Regions from separate parts of the Cricetulus griseus genome. Here region 1 is linked to region 2. The links are chromatin contacts, called in public Hi-C maps. All regions are on one chromosome and are shown on one strand. The core of a region is the stretch at or near the end of the contact, and the rest is flanking DNA. Distances in the headings are between cores, read along the strand shown.

The links. Hi-C and Micro-C count contacts between places; a contact is called where the count stands out from the background.
Region 1: a contact with region 2 is called in a Hi-C map of liver, with 5 times the contacts expected there. The contact joins two enhancer-like sites. A contact is called at or near these places in 6 of 8 Hi-C or Micro-C datasets (the CHK-Q cell line, the CHL-YN cell line, the CHO-K1 cell line and 2 more).

The regions. Positions count from the first base shown.
Region 1 is chr10:29,153,424-29,160,383 of CriGri-PICRH-1.0, forward strand. It overlaps LOC103158860 (protein FAM91A1), which reads right to left. Exons shown (of 25, transcript XM_027431640.2): 24 at 6,365-6,434; 25 at 2,960-5,930. The coding sequence ends at 5,745. Among named protein-coding and RNA genes, the nearest start is that of Fbxo32, 260 kb to the right of the region's middle. Within about 2 kb of position 4,853, at least 1 of the 6 cell types and tissues checked has open chromatin away from gene starts, as enhancers often do.
Region 2 is chr10:28,777,935-28,784,175 of CriGri-PICRH-1.0, forward strand. No RefSeq gene overlaps it. Among named protein-coding and RNA genes, the nearest start is that of Rnf139, 33 kb to the left of the region's middle. Within about 2 kb of position 2,702, at least 1 of the 6 cell types and tissues checked has open chromatin away from gene starts, as enhancers often do.

The sequences.
Region 1 (6,960 bases), core at 3,603-6,102, 380 kb after region 2:
AAATATTCAAACTGTAGCCGATCATAATTTCGTCTGGTGGTTTGGTTTGGGTTGTTCACCTGTGAGCTTAATTTCCAAACAGGTAACTTTCGTTTTATTGCCTCCCTATTGGTCTGTCACTAAAGATTTTTATTAAGATCTTTGGAGACAATTTGTTTGCCCGAGGCTCACCAACTACCCAGGGACATGACTGAATTTCCTATAAAGTGCATTTTCAGAGCACATATTAGATACATGAAAACATTCCTTAAGTCTTTTAACTGCATTCTTTAATTCCATGAAATGAAAAGCAGCAGGAACCCAAGCTCACACAAACTACAGTTCTGAGTGCTGAGGTGCATCCAGGTTTTCAGGTGTACACACACACACACACACACACACACACACACACACACACAGAGAGAGAGAGAGAGAGAGAGAGAGAGAGAGAGAGAGAGAGAGAGAGAGAGATTAAAAATACACATTTAAAGAAAAAGACTAGAAGAGAGGACATTAAAAGTTTGCACTGTGTCAGGGGTGTCCCAGAGACCAGGCTATTGCCATTGCTCTTAGTAGTCTCCCAGAACTTGATGGTAAGGTCCTATTGCTAAAACGTCACATACCAGAAGTGCTATCCAGGGTGCGGGAGAACCCTCATCAGCAGTCTTAGCCAGCGGTGAACATGTGACCAGCCTGTCAAAGACGCACACTAGGGAGCAATGGTGGCACAGACCTCATGGAGATAATAAACCACTTTGTGGTTGATTTAAGGCCCACTCCACAGGAGGAAACTCATATCTGATACTGTAAATCAGACCAAAAAAAATCCATGGCCAGGGAACTCATACGCCCCAAGAATGAACCATTATCTTGCTAAGTGAACATAGTATCAAGCTATCCTCTAAATACGCATCTCTGTACCATAGATCATTGTGTCTCCCGGCAGTCATCAGAGAAGCTTCTCTGTGAGTGGGTGGTGGTCAACACAGAAACGCACTGGTCAAGGGCAGGGAATAAAGGTCTATGGAGTGCTCCTCCATAAATAGAACATCTCTCTCTCTCTCTCTCTCTCTCTCTCTCTCTCTCTCTCTCTCTCTCTCTCACACACACACACACACACACACACACACACACACACACACACACACACACACACACGATATTATGGAAGAAGAGGGTGTTAAGATTCTAAGAGCCAGACAGAAGACAGGACCAAAACTGTCTTCAGGACATGATAGGACCCACTACACTATAAACTAGCAACGGCTGTAGTTGCCTGCCTAAGACCAACATAGGATCAAGCCAGGTAACCTTCCAGCATGGAGAGAGAGGTGTCCACACCCCCCACCCCCAGCTGAGAGTTAAGGCCAGTTGAGGGTTGGCTGCTAAGGGAAGGGCAGTCCATTTCCTTTAGGGCTACAGCCCCCAGCATGCCAGTCATGAGCCAACTGATGGCCTCACACCATGAGTATGTGAGCAACACAAATTGAGCCCAGTGGGGCATTATTAAAAGAGAGTAGAGTGTTAGGGGGTGGAACTGGGAGGTGTAGGGAGTAAATCTGAACAAAATACATTGTATGTATGTGTGCATATATATAAAAAACTCTCAAGGAGTTTAAAAATACCTTTAAAAACACCTCTGCACAGCCTCTCCCCCCAAAACTTTTACCATGATGCTTAAGACTGATGTTAGGTTCCACATACACACTGGGTAATGTCCACAAATAGCAACACACTAAATGCCATTCCATTAGTATGCATGTTTCACATGTAGTTTTTTTTCATTATGTTCCTAAGACACGCTGTAGCTAAGTCATTCCCCTTCTTTGCATTCTCCTAGTTCACAAACATATCTGATAATTTAAAATTTTCACATCCCTTTTTAATGTGGCTATCTCTTATTTGATGCTGCAGACCAATTTTTACCAGCTTTTAATTCTAGCTGTCAGCAGTGGTGGCTTAGTGGGGTGCATGGCTGCAGGAACTATTGTCTCCAGTAATTCATGGTTAACAGTCTAAGTTATGGAACTGATTGTATGGCATCCAGGCCTTTACCTTACCTATTGAGAGGGGATTGAGTTGTGTGTGCACATAAATACATATACTTTGTCTACATGAACCAAGAGGGCTAAACACTGACCGTGGTCAAAGTGAATGAGTGTTCTCTCCACTTTTGTGTACGCCAACTTAATAAAAATACAAGGCTGGAAGGTTCCGCCTGAAAAACAACGGATTTGTGTTCATGGCAAGGAGCCACTAGAACCACAGAGATGAGAAACAAATAATCCATGATAAAATTAAGAGGCTTTGTAACCCAAACCATACGACAAGATGAAACATTATTCGAAAATGCAGATGGTTTTGCCGGGGGGGGGGGGGGGGGGGGGGTCTGGCAGTAAGTACTATCCCAAACCAGGGAAACTGAACCAGAGCCTGGAACTTTTGTAACTTTAAACGTTTGTATTAGTTGCGAATATCATGTGTTTTAATCATGCTCACTCTGCCAACCCTTCTCAGATCTTTGCTATAGAGAGCAGGCCAAGCAAGTTTCAAGGAGTAAGCCAGTGAGCAGCACTACTCCCTAACTCTGCATCAGTTCCTGCCTCCAATTCCTGCCTTCTAAGACTTCCTTCCCTGACTTCCCTCAGAGATGGCCTGTGTTGGCAAAGCAGCCAGGACCACCAAGCCAGGGTGGCACCACCCACAGTGAGCTGGGTCTACTACATGCACCACTAAATGTCCCCCACAGACTTGCTGAAGGCCAACCTGGGGAGGGGGTGGCATTTTCTCAATTGAGGTTCCCTGGCCCAATTGACAGAGACAAGAACACCCATGGCCTAACCTGGCAAATTATCCCGAAAATCTGTTATTAGGACAAAATTCAAGAGTTAGTTGAAAAGGTACAGGAAAGTCAGGCTGACAAGAACAAGTGTATTTAATATTAACAACGTTAAGTCTCAGAAAATTAGACACTCTCCACTGCAACTTGATCAACACCATAGTTTATTTGTAAACATGTTATTTGTGTCAATAATCAAATTGACAACACTTTATACAATTTCATTGTATAATATTAACATCATGACAGAAAACAATGCACTGTTCTGAGTTACAGTTTTGGTACTTTAAAATCCTTGAATACAAAGTATATTTGAAACACTGAACATTAAAAAAATGAATGTGAATGGCAGCAAAAACAGAACAGCCAGTAAGAGAAATCAACTTCCCTCAAACAAATACAGAAGCATCTGGTTACGTATTTGAAACAAGAAAGGCCCCAGAGCAGTGGTTCTCACCCTTCCTAACGCTGCGGCCGGCTACTGTAGTTCCTCATGCTGGTCACCCACAACCATAAAATCATTTTCGTTGCTACTTCAGAACCGTAATGTTGCTGTTATGAATTACAACGTAACTATCTGATATGCAGGATATCTGATATGCGGCCTCTGAAAGGGCTCATTTGACCCCTCCAGGTTGAGAACCTCTGCTCTAAGAACCAAACAACCCTAACTTCTTGACTGACTAAGGTATGCTGTTTAGGTGCATCTGTGAGGTGAAGCTCGACCCCTACTAACCTGTGTGCCCTTTCTGATGTTAATAGCTCTTGTTTCCCTGGTGTCTAAATGTTTGCTCACAATGGGTCAAGCTACAGTAAGGGTGCGGGGGAAGGAATGAGGACAGTGCACAGCCAAACGGAACCAAACATTTGCAAAGGAACTGGATACGACTTCTATCAATTCTCTTTGGCAAAGAACAAAGTCTATGTTTGTTTGTTTGTTTGTTTATTTCTAAGCGACTTAACAGAGGCATCTCTGCATGAGCTCACATGAGTGGAACAGGCCACATTCATAAAGCAAAGCACAAACACCCACATCACCTTCTCTGATGCAGACGGTCCTCCTAAGACCGGGCACATTCGCTGGGCGTCTGGCGGCCCCACTCCCCACTCACACAAGAAACCAGAGATGAAACGTGTCCCTGAAGTTCACCATCGTGGTTAGGTTCCATCTCTTCCTTCAGTGTTTTGCAAAGGAATTATAGCAGCAAATCACTCCCATATTTTAAGCTATAAAGTCAGCAATAACTGGACTCACTGTTGTAACTACAACTGTTCAATTCTTTATTAGTGTACATGTCGTTAGAGTTGGTGCTCAACTGCTAATACAAGGATAAATACCACAGTTAACTCAAACAAAGCAAAATAAAGTGAGATTAAAGAGCCCTGATCAAATGAAATACAACTTTCAGTGGGAGCTGTAAAGTTAAACACACACACAGCCAGCAGCCCTGGGAATGCACTAATGAGTGTTTCACAGTCACAGAGATCGTTTAATGTTACTACGTACTTTTCCTTTACAGACAAACCTGACATACACACCTTATACAAGACAAAGTACAAAACTAAACATTACTGCATTTACCCCAAACACAGCACTAACTGTGTTACAAGTAACCTGGTCCAAAATCCTCAGTTCTACAGATAGGCCATGGGTATTAAATGCATGGCCACTAGAATGGTTCCAAGAAAGGCATATACTTCCAGAAGTTTGTTAAATACACAAATATCAGCTGCATAAATAACAAAGGCCATCAGCAAAACTGTTAGGCTCAACCACTGTCAAACAGCCTGAAGCCAGACCTGTTAGCTCGGTTAGTTTCACACTAGCAAGCCATTGCCCTCTAAGGGGAGCTAATCTAACCCTGCACAATCCCCCAAGGGAGGTGACCTGAAATGCCTCTGTGTGGTTCCACAAAGCCTGACATCTGAGACGAGAAAGAACGACCTCCCGAAGCAGCGCGTGAGGCCAGCCAGTGCTTTCCCACTGCCCCTCAGAGCTGTGTGCCAGGCTTTGTCCAGGTGCTGTGTATGCACAGTCAATTGCCTTACCATGGAGCTGAGTCCAAAGACCGCCCTGACGCTGCGACTGGGCAGCTCCCAACCACAATCCTTGCTTGGAAACCAAAGTCAACTGTCCTAACAGTTCACTGGTAACGCTACAAGACAAAATGAGACACGCGACAGCCTCAAGTACAAGTAGAAAATAAATTCTACTTTTCCATAAAGACTCTATGAAAATATAAAGCCCAAAGTTGAGTTGACAGCAGAAGCCCACATACAAACATCATTTAAAAATAGAATGTTTTCCAAAGCTTTTTTCACGAGATGTCAATGAATAGTCAGTTGAGACCTTACAAACCAAGGTGAAGCTTACACACCGTGCTGACTGACATTTCCCCAATCCTGTTCACTTGGCATACATAATTCACAGACATCCACAGGAACCCTTAATGCCCTGGTACAGACCTCTCACTGCTGGACACTTGCCACTTTCCAGCGGGACTACCTGTCGGAGGAAGAGTTCCATCTCCTCCTGGGATCCCCTTAGTGTAGATAACAAAATATAAAATTAAACCAGGTTTATGTCTGAGAAACTAACCTAGAAAACTACACTGCAATATTCAGAGTGACTGCTTATAAACCTAACAGTCACCTAGAACCTATAAAGTACATCCTTAGTTTTAGAAAAGAAATGCAGATTGTCTCAAGGTAAAAACGCGGTGCTGGCTGCTGAAGAGCACTGGGCTGCACTGCAGTAAGACGTGCAACACTACGGCTTCCTTCGGAAAACCGGCAGGCTCTGAGCACTTCCTATAGCGAGCACGGGCGGCACCGCAGCAGAGGATGCTCTTGGTGGCTGACACTGTAAAGCCAATGTCAAGAAAGAAAAAGGCAGAACGTGTGAGCAATCAATGGTGTAATCAAATTACTGCAGGTGGAGATTCGCAAGGAGAAAGGAGGAAGGCGAGCGTCCACTCCACTCTGACAAGAGGCCGTCTTTGAACATCAGGTTTTTGGCAGGAAGCGGAACTCCCGTGTCGGCCCAGGACGACTGGGAAAGCACACTGGGAAAGCCGGGCTCCGTGTGAAGATCCAGAGTTGAAGCACCTTCCTAAAGACCAAGGAACAAGAGAGCTAGCTCACTTTTAGTCTCAGAGAGTGTTCACAGCATGCAAAGTCCTACGGGAGACACAGTGACGCGTGCAAAAATGACAAAAATGACAAGCACTCACAGTAAGTGCTTTGAAACCACCAGGGATGGCCTACAGAACGGCGGGGTAAGAGTCGTACTCAGCAGACTCCAGACTGGCCTCCACACTAGCACGCAGGACACACAACACACAACATAAGAGTCAAGCATATTCGGCTCAATGAACTCTTGCACAGAACAAGGCCAGCTCAGTGAAATGTGCAAGTCAGTTAACGTTTGGACCGTGATGATTACATATCTTGCTATTGGGGAGGACTCAGAATCAAACACAAAGAGAGCCTTTCACATATTATGAAGCTCTATATAACACCATTTGCATGTTTTGGGTGTGTTACCTGGAATGAGTGAACAAAGTTAAGGACTTGTAGAGAGAGTTTTCTACTGGAATGTAAGAGGCTTTGAAGGCTGAAAAGAAAAATGGGGGAATATTATTAACTAAATATAATGGTAAAAAGTAAAGTCTTACAAGTTAAATTTTATCATTTCAAATTATATATGAGTATGCAACATAATAAAACAGAAAATTCTTTAATTAATGCAATTGCTTTGTATCGAAGCTTTTTACCCGTTCTAACAGTATACAAAAAGGCTAACAATATACAAAAAGGAGGCCACTTTGAAATAAAATATCAAAACTTAAATATAAGATAAAATATAAGTTTCTGTGGTAGTTTGACTAAGAATGGCTTCCACAGGCTCATATATTTGAATGCTTCACCAGGAGTGGCATTATTTGAAAGGATTAGAAGGATTAAGAGGCCTGGCCTTGTGAAAGTGTGTGTGTGTGGGGGGGGGGGCTTTGAGGTTTCAAAAGCCTATGCCAGGCCCAGGTGCCCTGCCCCAGCCTCTGCCTGTCTGTAACTCTCAACTATTTTTCCAGCACTATGGCGAGCTACCATGCTCCCTGCTCAGACAATGGACTAAGCTTCTG
Region 2 (6,241 bases), core at 1,452-3,951:
TCGCCCCCACGCCCCCCCCCCGTTGAGAAACACTCCGTCCCAAGGTCTCCGCCCCCAAGGTCAGCCACCTGGGCGCGGAGGGAGGAATCAAGTCTGTTGTACCAGACACCAGACCTTGAGAATATGCTGATCTGGAATGGCTCTGTGCCTCATTTGAACCATCAAATAGAATCCCTGCTCCTAGCTTGCGCCTTTTTCCCTATATAAGGACCCCTTTCCCTTGGCTCGGCGCGCTTGGCCTCAGAAAAGCTAAGTCGCCCCGGGTACCCGCGTCTCCAATAAAGCCTCTTGTTTTTACATCCAGTTCGTGGCCTCGCTGATTCCTGGGTGTGAGTCTCCCTCTACAAAAGTACCTCTTCGGGGGTCTTTCACTCAGAACAAAGGAAACTTACATATCGTTGCAAGATTCAAAACGATAGTTTCCTTTGGGAAACTGTTCAGCAGTTTCTTAGAAAGCAACACACACACACACACAGACACACACACACACACACACACACACACACACACACTTTTACATTTTAGCTTTTACATTTTAGCTCAAGAAAAATGAAAGCACATGCCCACACAAACCCTGCACATGAATGAATTCAGCTGTTTGATATGTGATTACCAGGATACAGAAGCAACTTAAATGTCTAACTGTAGAAGGAACTGGTAGTCACACAACGGCATGCCTGTCAATGACAAGTGGCAGTAAATCGCAACTCGAGAAGACACCAAAGACTGTTTTAACCAGTGAAAAAGCCTGGTGAGAGAATACCGAATGTCCAAGGTTCCGGTTGCATGAGGTTCTAGAACAGACACCTATTTTGGGGGGTTAGATGGAACACTGCCTGGGGTAGGGCTTTTCCTAGGGTGCCAGAAGTGTTGTGTATATAGGAATATGAATAACTCAGATGATGATAAACCTTCAAGATTTCTCCTGACATACTGTACTGTTTGGACCTCATATGTACAAAGCACCCTGAAGTCAGAGGATCCTGCCTTTACAATGAAGAACTTGTCAATAGATAATGAAGTGGTCACCACAGGAGTCTGTGGTCTGGTCTCCATTGCCATTGCCAAGGAAAACCAGTCCTCAGGAGGCAGAGGCAGGTGGGTCTCTGAGATCAAGGCCAGCCTGGACTACAGAGCTAGTTCAGGACAGCCAGGGCTACACAGAGAAACCCTGTCTCAAAAAAAAAAAAGAAGTTGAAATGATCAAAGGGATAGATTTTCTGTCAAGTATATTTGGTGGGAAGCATATGGAAATATACACCATGAAACTATTATTTCAGGCTCACGCTTCTGGTGGAGTTTGGTGAAAATTTATCAATGTGGTTAAACCATGGTCATTTTTAAAATTGATCACTAAGCATTTTTCATGAACACTCCTAGCGTGTGATATTGGTCTGTGTACATGCATTAATTAGTCAGTACTTTAAGAGGGTGGCTGGATGTGTCCTGTATATCTGCGAATATTCAGGAGACAGCAGGGCTTTGGGTCCCATAGGACTTTTCTTAGCCCACTTGAACTTTGCCTAAGGACCAAGGGTGCCAGACACCCATGGCCACCAAGATAGACCTGGGGCAGTGGCTCCCTATATTTTGTCTCCAAGCCAGTGATGATGAAAGGTGTGGGGCACTCGTGGAAGAAAAGCATAGGCAAGCTTAAGCTTAGTAGGAGAAGGCAAAGAAAAATGATAAGTTAAGGAAAAATAATAAACTCCTAAAGAGGCGAACTTAGCGAGACAGGCAAGGCCATCGAACTGTCTGAAGCTTTTAAAGAGACGTGCCAGAACGTGGAAAAAGACTGAAGTAATCCCTGTGACTGACTGATTAGTCCTTTGTACTGCCTGCCACTGGCTGGACCCACACATTCGCTGCATGTCCCCATGACCCAGTCAGGAAAGGATCACACGCTATGTAAATATGCCCACGTAATTCCAGGTGGCTGAAGCCCTGCTCCGTCCATCTCTGACTCTGGCCTTGTGAGTTATTGACCTTGACAGCTAACAGTGTCTCACACTAAGCTGTCTTTGTTCTCACAGCTCCCAAGAAGCTAAGTGTCTGGGGGCTATTCTTACTTAACTCCTTGTCTGAGTCTGGGGTCTCTTTTCTGAAACAGGTGGAGGCTTTTTAAAAGAGAAATTATCCTTACACTGTGGCAACGAGCTGCATTAGATCTAACAGTCTATGAGGGTGCAAAGAGAAACGGCTCCATGGTTAAGAGTGCTCGATGTTTCTCCAGAGGACCCGAGTTCGGTTCCCAGCACCCATACCAGGCAGCTCACAACTTCCTGAAACTGCAGCTCCAGGGAATTCACACCCTTTTCTGCAGGCCCCCTACCCGGGCGTGGGTGGGGCAGGCTATCTGCAGACATGTGATGTACACTCACACAAACACATAAAACTGTGTAAACATAAATGAAAAGGTATGTTCCTCAAGAGCTTGGGGGAAGCCAGCCAGGTGGTTGTCACCAACCCAAAGCCCTGTTCTATTTCATGTGTTTAGCCTGATTATCTTACACCCAGCTACAAGTTTCTCTGTCCTTCATCTCTAGGTTTCCTGGTCCGGCTGTTTTAATCCTAACATGCCTTTTAACCTAAAGTCCATTCTCACCACAACATATGTGAGTTTTCACCAAATTCAGTTTTTACCCCGGGCCCCTCCCCGGTACTACCTACAGCAAGTTAGTTTCTGCATCTTCATCAAAGCTCTGGGCCACGTGGCCTTCAGGCCAGGTTATCGTCATTGTTTACATGGCCTTCTGATGCTGAGTACTTGCCAAGTCACTGGCAGTTTACCGATTGTGGGATGGCATTAGTTCTTTCCTGGTAGTGTAAACCCTTGACTACGCAGCCACCGCCTTCTCACGTCTCTTGGTGATGGCCCAGGATCCACGCACCGTGTCTTAGCTTTTCTTGTAGTTCAAGGCCTTGTGGGTACATGCTAGGCAAGCCAATACTGTGAGCTGTGGTCTCCTCACTGCTCTGCCCTGGCTGTCTAACGCCCAAGCCCTTCCACTCAGGCTGGTCAGGCTCCGTGTTGCTTGTCCTGCCTTTCTTCACACTGTTCTGCAGCATAGCAGCGTAGGGCGGGGGACGATGCCTAAGTGGGAGTTAAGAGGGCTGAGAGCCCTTCTGGGTGTGGGGCTTCCCAGGTGACTTTCTGCAGATTGCCTCGCTGTTGTATAAGGAGTTTGGGTGTAAAGTGCTCTCTCTCTCTCTCTCTCTTTTTTCTTCTCTCTCTCTCTCTCTTTTCTTCTCTCTCTCTCTCTCTCTCTCTCTCTCTCTCTCTCTCTCTCACACACACACACACACACACACAGAGTATTAATGTGACAAAGGTCAGCATCATTTCCGATGTCGCCTGCAGGTTCACTTGGCTACATCTTTGCTTTGCAACAGTGTCTGCTGCAACCCAAACCGCCTCACCTTTGTGGCTTCTTTCCTAATTATTCTAACCTCTTTCTGATTGTGCCAGTGGACAGTAAATACCACCTATTGAAAGGCCCGCTGCCTCTCTGTCTCCCCCCGCCTATGCTGATGCTGGGTGTTCTCTCTGGAGCAGGGCAGAGCCAGGATACCGCCAGGGGCTGGAGAGTGCAGCGCGGGCGAGCTGCCGCAGAGCCGCCCTGCTTCCCCTTTATCCTGCCGTCCCTGCCCCCGCCGGCCTCCACTTCCCCCGGCTGCCGTTTTCCCTCCCAAGCCGGTTCACCCAGGCGGGGCTGCCCTGGCACCGCGCCGGGGCTGGGGCCGAGCAGGGAAAGGGCACCCCTCGCCCCCACCCCCCCCCCGTTGAGAAACACTCCGTCCCAAGGTCTCCGCCCCCAAGGTCAGCCACCTGGGCGCGGAGGGAGGAATCAAGTCTGTTGTACCAGACACCAGACCTTGAGAATATGCTGATCTGGAATGGCTCTGTGCCTCATTTGAACCATCAAATAGAATCCCTGCTCCTAGCTTGCGCCTTTTTCCCTATATAAGGACCCCTTTCCCTTGGCTCGGGGCGCTTAGCCACACAAAGGCTAAGTCGCCCCGGGTACCCGCGTCTCCAATAAAGCCTCTTGTTTTTTTGCATCCAGTTCGTGGCCTCGCTGATTCCTGGGTGTGTGAGTCTCCCTCTACAAAAGTACCTCTTCGGGGGTCTTTCACTATCAATTATTCATTCTGTGTCTACCCCCATGGCAGCTAACATCGACACGATGTTTACGACAAGTTCCAGAAGACAACGTCACCTGTTATGTCATGTGCTTAACCCAGCTTTTATACCCCTTATCCCAACGAAAGCACGGGCTCCTTGAGCGAGGAGCTGTGCCTTTTTGTGACGTTTGTGTGCCTTAGATAGAAATCGTAGACTTGCCAGCTTTTCGAGTTCATCTAGCCTGTAGAGGAGAACCAAACAACCCTCCTTTCCTGTAGCTTCTAGTTTCCAAAACATGGGGGTGTTTTTCCCACACTGTGCAACCTGGCTGTGGACACTAACCAGAGGGGTTTCACTTCAGTTCCGTTATTGCACTGTTTCTCTGGAGTCAGCATTGGATACTGTGTGAGAAAGGCTTGGTTGCACAAGACCGTCCCCCAGGGCAGACGGCAATCACAATTTGGAATCCGTGGTGTTTCTCACTAGGTGACAACAAGTTGTGGTTCTCGGGACCCTATCCCAAGTCCCATGATTTTCCAGTCCACAGAATTTAGAGTAACAAATGTCCTTACATTTACCGTTTTAATGTAAGGCGTGTGAATGGCTATGACCTCTGCGGGGCAGGGCCTACGGGGAAGGGTGTAGACGCCCCATGCCCTCAGGGCTTCCACCCTCCAAAGACATTCAGAAGCTTCCTCAGGTAGGCATTATCAATTATTAACTCAGCCCTCAGCCCTTCTCCCTTTCCCGAGGCTGCGGTGGAGCTAACTGTCTGAGCCTCTGATCTTGGGCTGTTGATGAGAAGCAGACACAGCAGGCCATGTCCAGTCAGATGTGGGCCTCCATTCTGTGGGTACCGCTCTTCTTCCCGGGCTCACTCTTTCTCTCCCATCATGCCAGCACCCACCTGCTCCCCACAGGGGGATGGGTGGGCAGCAGTGTTGATTTGTGCTTCCAGGAGTGCCCAGCCTGCTCCTACAGTGTTGTCTATTTCTGTTTTGTTTTGTTTTTATTTTTGTTTTTGAGACAGGGTTTCTCTGTGGCTTTGGAGGCTGTCCTGGAACTAGCTCTTGTAGACCAGGCTGGTCTCAAACTCACAGAGATCCGCCTGCCTCTGCCTCCTGAGTGCTGGGATCAAAGGCATGCGCCACCACCGCCCACTGGGCTAGTGTTGTCTATTTCTAAACAAATGTAAACATGCTTTGTATAGAAGTTGATATTAAGAAATGGGAAATCTTTGGCAAAGAAAAGCTTGTTTGTGGTTCTGGGCTTTCCTAATTCTTACTTTTAACTTGAATACTTTAGATTGGTTCTTAAATGCCTTTTAAAGGCCCTTGTGCTAAAGGCATGGTCCCTGGGGTGGGGCTACTCAGAGGCCTTTAAGAGGTGGGGTCTGGTGGGAGATCTTTAGGTCACTGGGACCTGCCCTTGAAGGGGATTGTGGGGCACCAGCACCTCCCCCTTTGTCTCTTTTGCTGTTGGCCATGATGTAGGTTTTCTTGTGGCCAATTAATCATAGATTAGAGCCTCTTAAACCATGAGTTACAAGAAGCTTTTTGTCACAAATTGATTACCTCATGCATTTGTTATAGTAACAAAAAGCTGCTTAACATAAGATCCTTGAAGACAGTCATTAATTTAATATGTCCAGATATAGGGTGAGAGAATGGCTCAGTGGTTAAGAGAGACTCTACAGCTCTTGTAGAGGAACTGGCTTCAGTTCCAGGAACCATTTCAGGTGACACACGACTGCTTGTTAACTGCTTTGCCAGGGGATATGATGTGATGCCCCCTACTGGTCTCCACAGGCACTGCACCCAAATGTGCACATACACCAACACACACACACACACACACACACACACACACACACCATTCACATAATTACAAAATTAAAAACTTTAATGTGTTCAGATAATTGTGACTCTCAAAATTAATACATTGTTCTTACCCTCAAGGAATTTCTAGTAAAATAGTACGTTAAGGACTTGTTGATTTATAACGAATTGATCTTTGGAGCCAGAATAACCAGTTCCTCATTATGTTACTTTCTGTTATCAAAAGGATACCCAAAGGGTAATGATTTCAAAGGTTGTTCTGCTTAACCAGGGGGTG